Linked DNA regions of Mus musculus: region 1 is linked to region 2. A link is a contact called in public ChIA-PET data. All regions are on one chromosome and are shown on one strand. Each heading gives the region's core, a stretch centred on a gene start, on an enhancer-like site or on the middle of the called end of the contact. The rest is flanking DNA. Distances are from core to core; before and after follow the strand shown. Region 1 overlaps Rnf32 (ring finger protein 32). Region 2 overlaps Rbm33 (RNA binding motif protein 33).

What was found. ChIA-PET counts read pairs in DNA pulled down with a chosen protein or histone mark.
Region 1: an RNA polymerase II ChIA-PET map of memory CD8 T cells shows a contact between it and region 2, with 8 times the contacts expected there. The contact joins two enhancer-like sites. A contact is called at or near these places in 4 of 39 promoter capture datasets (the 3T3-L1 cell line, cranial neural crest, hippocampal neurons and 1 more), 1 of 484 Hi-C or Micro-C datasets (CD4 T cells), 5 of 115 datasets of contacts at active chromatin or transcription factors (astrocytes, embryonic forebrain, embryonic stem cells and 2 more) and 2 of 9 other capture datasets (adipose tissue and pancreatic islet).

Annotation. Positions count from the first base shown.
Region 1 is chr5:29,203,198-29,207,143 of GRCm38.p6, forward strand. It overlaps Rnf32 (ring finger protein 32), which reads left to right. Exons shown (of 10, transcript NM_001289757.1): 6 at 2,472-2,504; 7 at 2,977-3,101; 8 at 3,499-3,607. Among named protein-coding and RNA genes, the nearest start is that of Rnf32, 9.2 kb to the left of the region's middle. Within about 2 kb of position 2,669, at least 14 of the 459 cell types and tissues checked have an H3K27ac peak or open chromatin away from gene starts, as enhancers often do. A contact at or near this core is called in memory CD8 T cells, where this site is marked.
Region 2 is chr5:28,379,634-28,383,894 of GRCm38.p6, forward strand. The region is part of intron 10 of Rbm33 (RNA binding motif protein 33); the gene reads left to right. Among named protein-coding and RNA genes, the nearest start is that of Rbm33, 65 kb to the left of the region's middle. Within about 2 kb of position 2,503, at least 9 of the 459 cell types and tissues checked have an H3K27ac peak or open chromatin away from gene starts, as enhancers often do. A contact at or near this core is called in memory CD8 T cells, where this site is marked.

The sequences.
Region 1 (3,946 bases), core at 1,419-3,918, 820 kb after region 2:
GTACATAACAGACAGAGCTTTAAACCTGCCCCAGGTGGGCACTGCTTCCCTAGTAATAGCCAGTGAGTCACCCAGGTCAACCTTCCTTGTGACTCTCAAGTGAGAGATACAGAGACAGAGGGAACGTGTGTGTGTCTGAACGCCATCACTTGACAGTGTCCACTTACTGGTGTGTCACTTAAAGTTCAAGTGTACCGTTTGCATGAAAGAATGCTTTAAATATTTCAAAAAATGTGAGAATCCTTGTGTAAAGTAAAATCTTTGTTCACACATCTGTTACGATGCAAAGGCTGGTTTTCCCAGTTTGTAGAAAGCTTATGACCTGCTGCACAGACCATCGCCTGACTAAACTCTCAACTCCAGAGAGCCAAGGTCATTTATGCTCTCAAAATTTGTGGGGAACTGATGGTTTTCCCCAAGGCTTTTCTATAGTGTGTAGCCTTAGCTTTTGCATGGTAAGCACTGAGACAGCAGCTGAGAAGACCCAGCACAAATCCAAGCTTGGGTCCCCCAGACTTGATGGGCTATCCTGACTGCTCAGACTTGAAGATGCTTCATTATCTGCAAGGAAACTCACAATCATTACACTTTTGCTCTTTGGTAATGTGAATTACAAAGATGCTAGAAGTACACTTTGATTCCTACTCTCCAAGAGGACCTAATCTTATGCAGGAGGTGGATATTGGAAAGATTTTAGTCAGCCCTTGAACCACAAAACTGTCAGATGCAAGGCAGTTTATAATTTAGTGCTAGAGTACAAGCTGCAGGGAATCTTCTAACCTCAGCCACCCTATTCATTGTGCTGTATGTATTTAAACTAGTTGTATGAAGAATGAACATGCAATTATTTCAGGGTTTGTGTATGCATTTCAGTAAATGCCATTTGGTTTCGTTGAAGATACTAATATTGCTGTGTTAATATTGCACTTAGTATTCTCATATTAGATTTCTTAGTTAAAAACAATTTTCCTGGGTTAAAGAGATGGCTCAATGGTTAAGAGAACATACTGGCTGTTCTCTCAGGAAACCCAGATTTGATTCACAGCACACACATAGTGGCTTACAATTCTAGTTCCAACAGATCTTCTGACCTCCATGGGTATCAGACATACAAGAGGTACACAGACATACATACAGGCAGAATACCCAATCACATGAATGAATGAATGAATGATTTCAAGATACTTTCAAGTAGTCACTTATCTCTGCAGTAAAAGACACCATCTAAAGTGAGAACAGAACTCATGTGATTCACAACAGGCCAACTCAGAAATTATGGCAGAGTGTAAATATCCTCACTTGTGTAACAATCACCATAAACTGTTTGCTTATAATGAATAATATGGATATTACAAAATATAATATTCTAGTATTAGAGTTATATAAAAATTATATTATTCAGAGCAAATTGATATCTGTTGATAAAATACTTTGAAAAATTATATTAAAAAGTGAAGAACTTGAGTCCACAGATGATTTTAATACATCAGTTTATTAAATTTAAGCTTATAGTTGGCAGGGTCCAGGAAAGGTTTCACAGGGCTGCTCTTCCAGAGTACACTAGGGTTTAGTTCCTAGCACCCACATGGTGTTTACAACCACCTGAACTCCAGTTCCAGGGAATCTGATGCCCTCTTCTGGCCTTTATGGGCAGCATACGGATGTGGTACAGAGACATACATGCAAACAAAACATCCATATACATAAAATAAATATTTTTTAAAGGAAAGGTTTTAGGTTTACACGCTCTATTCTAAAAATCCTTCCCTTAGTCCCACTTAAGAGACCAGAGTGAGCAAAGCCATAGGGGCTGGGCACTGAAAACAGGGGAGACACGCCTCTGCCCACTCACCTTCTCCACTGACATACCTTCCAGTGGCCAGTGCTCTAAAACCCTTCCTCATTGGATCTAAGCTAGTTTTGATTTTTGTTTTTTGTTTTTGTTTTTCCAGACCAAAACATCACTGTTAGGTGTGAAGTTTGAGTCAGAAGGGTGAAGTTTTCTTATGAACACACTTGCTTTTAATTTCAAAAGGAAAATGTAGTTTGTGTCCATAATGTCTTGCTATTTAAATGTAAGATTCTCATAATTATGTTATAGTAAGCTACAATTTTAAGTTTAGGAGTATAATTTAGCTAAGCAAGGCCCTATAAAAGATGTTTGCCTATCATATCTCTGCTTATTCTCTTACCAAGACCACAGCACATAGACAGGTTTCTCCCTGCCCCACCCTATCTACCTAGCAATGTCTACCTTGGCAATCCTTTCACTAGCTTAATATCAAGCATGATGTGGTTTTGTGGTATTGGGGTCATTGGCTTTCTTTAGATGATATGTTTATGCTATATTAAACTTAACACCGTGTAAGTGTAGAAGTGGTCAGCTGTCTGAATGCTACCTTGAAGCATTCAGACAGCTCTTCTAGGGGATGCAGTCCTAACTAGGACTCTTGTTCTCTTCTGGTGGACAGGTGCTGCTTTCCTGCTCACATGTATTCCATAGGGTGAGTAATCCCACGCCAGGCCTGGCCTCCTTCCCCCGCTTATTTAAAGAGCCATTTGTTGAACCATGAGCCCCGTTTGTAATTAGAAACATGGCTTTAGGTTAGACTGCACCTCATCCTGTTGTGAAAATCATAGATTTTGTGTGACATAACCACAAATGTTTGTGTAGCAGATTGTTACCTGCACATCAAAGCTGCCGACAGCACACTTCCTGCTGGCTGTTTGCACGGCAGTCTTATACCTAGCATTTTTCCTTTACACCACATGACAGTCTCTGCATGCATGAGCTGTAGAAAATCATTTTTGGAACAGGTTTCATGAGGAAGGTGTTAACATCTGATGAAACTACTTCATGATCTAAATTAGACAGAGTAGAAATTATGAGAAATAGACACCGTAATTACATTAGAAGTAAAAATGTTGTTTATAAACAATTACTTATAAAGTTTTAAGTAAAATCCTTTTCTTTAGGCATGCCTTCAGGCTTTTGAAAAGTTCACAAATAAAAAAACCTGTCCCCTCTGTAGAAAGAACCAATATCAAACAAGAGTGATACATGATGGGGCTCGCCTGTTCAGAGTAAAGTGTGCCACCAGGTAAGAGGGGCCTCAGTGCCCTGCAGAGGGGAGACAGATGCTTGCAGCTCAGGATGTGATTACTAACTCAGAGGAGCACCACAGCATCGCAGGCTGGGAGGAATACTGAAGTACTTGTTAAAGAAGGCCATTAGGGGCTAGAGGGATGGTTTGGTGGGTAAGAGGACCAACTGTTCTTTTAAAAGACCCTGATTCAGTTCCTAGTACCTCTATAATGTGGCTGTCAACCATCTGTAACTCTGTTTCCTGGAAATTGGATGCTTTGATCTCCATGTGTACCAGACACACGAATGATATAGACATACGCAAGCAAAACATTCATATACATGATAAACTATTTTAAAATGTTTTAAAGTAAGGCTATTAGGTGGTCATCATTTCTCTATCTCTATTTTAGGATCCAAGCCTATTGGCGAGGGTACATCGTTAGAAAGTGGTACAGAAACCTGAGGAAAATAATCCCGCCTTCGGATGCCAAATTAAGGAGAAAGTTCTTTGAGGAAAAGGTGGGTGTGTAATATCACTACCTCTCCACACACACAGAGTCTGTGTGAGTGACCATCTGAGACTGGTGAAGCTACAGGCAGCAGCTGCAGCTCACTTCACTCTCAAGCTCGCTTTGTTCAACTCGATGGCCTCCAACAGCATTGCCTGAAATGATGACATTCAGATCAGCATTGTGTGCTGTTTGTTGAAGTCAGGTACCATCTGGTAAAGTAGACAAAATTGAGTTTTTACAACTCTTAAGAGGCCCCAGTTAATGTCTGCATCATCAGGGAGAATGGAGACCTCACTGCCATCTTCCTTATTATCGAACTGTTTTCGTAGTTATTATCTTCTTTAGG
Region 2 (4,261 bases), core at 1,253-3,752:
CTTGCTGAGTTGAGAGTCTTGTCTGAGAGAATAGGTGTGCAGCACGTGAAGAGGAGTGGCAGTTGGAGTTGGGCTACAGCTATTCCACACAGAGAAGCAGTGTACTTAGTCTGCCATATCTTGAAGTTGTTGGTGTTTTTTGTTGTTTTGTTTTTGTTTTTCATGACAGGGTTTCAGTGTGTAATTCTGGCAGTCCTAGACCTTGCTCTGTAGACTGGACTTGAACTCACAGAGATCTATCTGCCTCTGCCTCCCAGTGCTGGGATTATATGTGTGCACGACCACGCCCAGTGCTTGAAGTTCTTACTGGAAACCATGCATTGGTCTCTCTGGAGTCCTCTTGGCTCTGACCACTAATTGGGGCAGAACTGAAGGGTTAAGGGGAGAGTTATACCCTGGTCTCTCCATGACAGCAGACCTCAGCAGAACTTCACTCTTTACAGTGTAGAAAACAGCCTGCTCTTCCAGTTACACCTGCCTTATCTCCTTGGAGGATTCAAAATTAACTGTCTGGAGAGGTGGAGGGTGGGGTGGGGGTGGGGTGGAGGGAAGGATTATGAAAAGCCTCGTTTTTCATACGACTCATTCTATTGATCCCTGACTCAGTTCATGGAACCAACACACGTTCTACTTCTGTGATCCTAGTAACGAAAACAGACTGGAATGCTGGGCTTAACTTAATTACACTCAGTTATGAAGTCAGAGTGAAAAGAAACTGGAGCTTGCTGTTAGGTCTTTTTGAGATCTGAACAGAAAGGCCAATTACAGAAGGTCTTGTCTTGTATTTCATGATAATGTAGGAGGTATGTGTAGAAACCAGGGGCACAATGCAGGAAGTCACTCTGGTTCTGGAAGGAGATAGGTGTAATTCCTGATTTATCTAGAAAGCCAGGTATACTGCAGGAAATCAGTCTGGTTTGGAAAGGAACAAGGTGGGCCAGTTGGCTGGGGAGAGCAGCTGTGCAGGCGTGAGACTGGCAGCATGGGATGATGACTTGTGAATAACTTAGGCTTGCTGCACTCTTGTTTGAAATTGGTGAAAGTTAAAGTGATAAAAATTTTCACACTGAGTGTTGCTGATTTCCAGCTATCAGTACATGTCTTGTGTAAGTATTGTGTTAAATTCTTCCCTCTTCAATTCCTCCTGCTCTGCTCTTGGCCAACTTGTTAACATAGCTAAAAATTGAGGTGCCTGAAGCACTGTTAAATACCACATAAGTAGCATGCCTTCAGTGCTTGCTGTAAGTCAGTATGCTGTTTGTTTCTATGAAAAATTGACTAAATGAAATAATAGATTGAAAACTTAGATTATCTTAAATAGGTTGCTGTTAAAAATTAGCACACACATGGTCCATCCTTTCATCTCAGCTCCAAACTTTGGCTCTGTAACTCCTTCCATGGGTGTTTTGTTCCCAAATCTAAGGAGGGGCATAGTGTCCACACTTCAGTCTTCATTCTTCTTGAGTTTCATGTGTTTAACAAATTATATCTTATATCTTGGGTATCCTAGGTTTGGGGCTAATATCCACTTATCAGTGAATACATATTGTGTGAGTTTCTTTGTGAATGTGTTACCTCACTCAGGATGATGCCCTCCAGGTCCATCCATTTGGCTAGGAACTTCATAAATTCATTCTTTTTAATAGCTGAGTAGTACTCCATTGTGTAGATGTACCACATCCACACAATGGAGTACCATATCCAGGGATCCACCCCATAATCAGCATCCAAACGCTGACACCATTGCATACACTAGCAAGATTTTATTGAAAGGACCCAGATGTAGCTGTCTCTTGTGAGACTATGCCGGGGCCTAGCAAACACAGAAGTGGATGCTCACAGTCAGCTAATGGATGGATCATAGGGCTCCCAATGGAGGAGCTAGAGAAAGTAGCCAAGGAGCTAAAGGGATCTGCAACCCTATAGGTGGAACAACATTATGAACTAACCAGTACCCCGGAGCTCTTGACTCTAGCTGCATATATATCAAAAGATGGCCTAGTCGGCCATCACTGGAAAGAGAGGCCCATTGGACTTGCAAACTTTATATGCCCCAGTACAGGGGAACACCAGGGCCAAAAAGGGGGAGTGGGTGGGCAGGGGAGTGGGGGTGGGTGGATATGGGGGACTTTTGGTATAGCATTGGAAATGTAAATGAGTTAAATACCTAATAAAAAATGGAAAAAAAAAAAAGAAAAAAAAATTAGCACACACATTACTAATAACTATGCAATACTTGGATGTATCCAAGCCTTACTGTATAAGGCTGCTCAGACTGTTGCAGGCATAGAAGCAGCTATATTGCAGATCAGAACCAGAAGATGACTGGATGGAAAGTGACCAGGGCAGTGGGAGAAGAAGCTGACTAGGGATAGGAAAAAGACTTCCCAGGGATGGTGGACCAACTGGTTAAAATCACCTGGTGATACTAATCTGCTGTAATGAGCCTTTTCACTGTATAGTGAAAAGCAGGCTGGGAAGTGGGGATGTGGGTCATCTGTGGTCTACACCAGGATGGGTCTGTGAAACAAGCCTCAAAGAGCAGTTTGGGCCTGTCTGAAATGAGGATGGGTGGCAGAAAGGGCCATTTCTACCAGAGAAGCTGTTCTCAGGGGAATTTTGTTTTTTGTTTTTGTTTTTTAAAACAAAACATGAATAAAGTTTTTAAAGAAATAGATGCATTGTAGAAGTCTAGTATAGTTTCCAGAGTTCATAGTGCCATAGATGTTTTGTATCTAAGGGGAAAGTTGATTATTGTTTGAAATCTCCAACTCTGCGAGCTTTGTGTTGACAATGATAACCTGTGGCAGTTCACACTGAATTTTTTCAGTGAAATCTTTTGATGTGGTTGAGTGACTGTGGTAAAGTTACCAAAGTAGAGGTATGACTTTGACTTTAGGCAGTGATTTGACATCATAAAGATTTTGTTTCTTGGTCATGTTTGATGAGGTAATGGGCCTTGTATGGGCAGATGATGGCAGTCTTTGAACCAGAACACCTTTGGTCCTCTGTAGATGATTATAAAGTACATGATGATGTTCTTAAAGTCACATGGTAGTTATTAAAATTCTATGAGGGCTGGAGAAATGGTTACTGACTGCTCTTCTAAGGTGCTGAGCTTCCATCAACTACATGGTGGCTAACAACCATCTGTAATGGGATCTGATGCCCTCTTCCTGATGTGTTTGAAGACAGCTACAGTGTACTCACATATATAAAATAAATCTTTTTTTAAAAAGTGAAAATCACTGTAAGGTAGGGAGTATGTGATCCTTCATTCAGGCCGGTTCTCTCTCCCAGCTCCTCTGACATCAAGATCGACCGTAGAACCAAAGGCAGTCAGCAGTGGATTCAAGTAACCTCTTGTCAGCACGCCAGGTGCCTGACTCTAGAGTTGGGGTTTCACCTTATTCACACATACTGAGTTCTAAACCATTTCTAATCTTCTGAACTGTTATGAGAGGTGGGCCCACTGTTTGTGATTTCTGATGGCCTCAGTGTGTTTCATTTCAGACTGTCCCTGAAGTGGCAGTTCTACACAGCTTTGGAGGACAATTGTGTAATTGGAAAGTGTCAGGATTACTGATTGACTTGGTGTGGTGGTTACTTTTTTTTTTTTTTTTTTTTTTAAAGATTTATTTATTTATTATTATATGTAAGTGCACTGTAGCTGTCTTCAGACACACCAGAAGAGGGAGTCAGATCTTGTTACGGATGGTTGTGAGCCACCATGTGGTTGCTGGGATTTGAACTCTGGACCTTCGGAAGAGCAGTCGGGTGCTCTTACCCACTGAGCCATCTCACCAGCCCCGTGGTGGTTACTTTTATGTCAACTTAGCACATGCTAGAGTCATTTTGTAAGAGTGGGTCCTAACTTAGAAAATGTTCCTACCAGAATGGCCTGTGAATAAGCTTCCTGGGCATCTTCTTGATTGATGGTTAATATGAGAGGGCCCGGCACACAGTGAGGTGGTGCTACTCTGAGCTAATGCTCTTGGAAGGAAGCAGGCTGAGATTAAATTAATCCAATAAATCTTTCCCTGGATTTCTTTTTTGTCATGGTGTTTTGTAACATCAGTAGAAACCTTAACTAAGGCACTTGGATCAGAAGCCACAGTATCAGTTACATACCAGAGGTATATAAACTGGTTCTCATTCATTCATTCATTCATTCATATATCCTTCCTCCCTCCCATTCTCCCTTTCCTCCCCTTATCCCATCAGATGTCATATAAACATAATTTCTAGTTTATAATCCAGG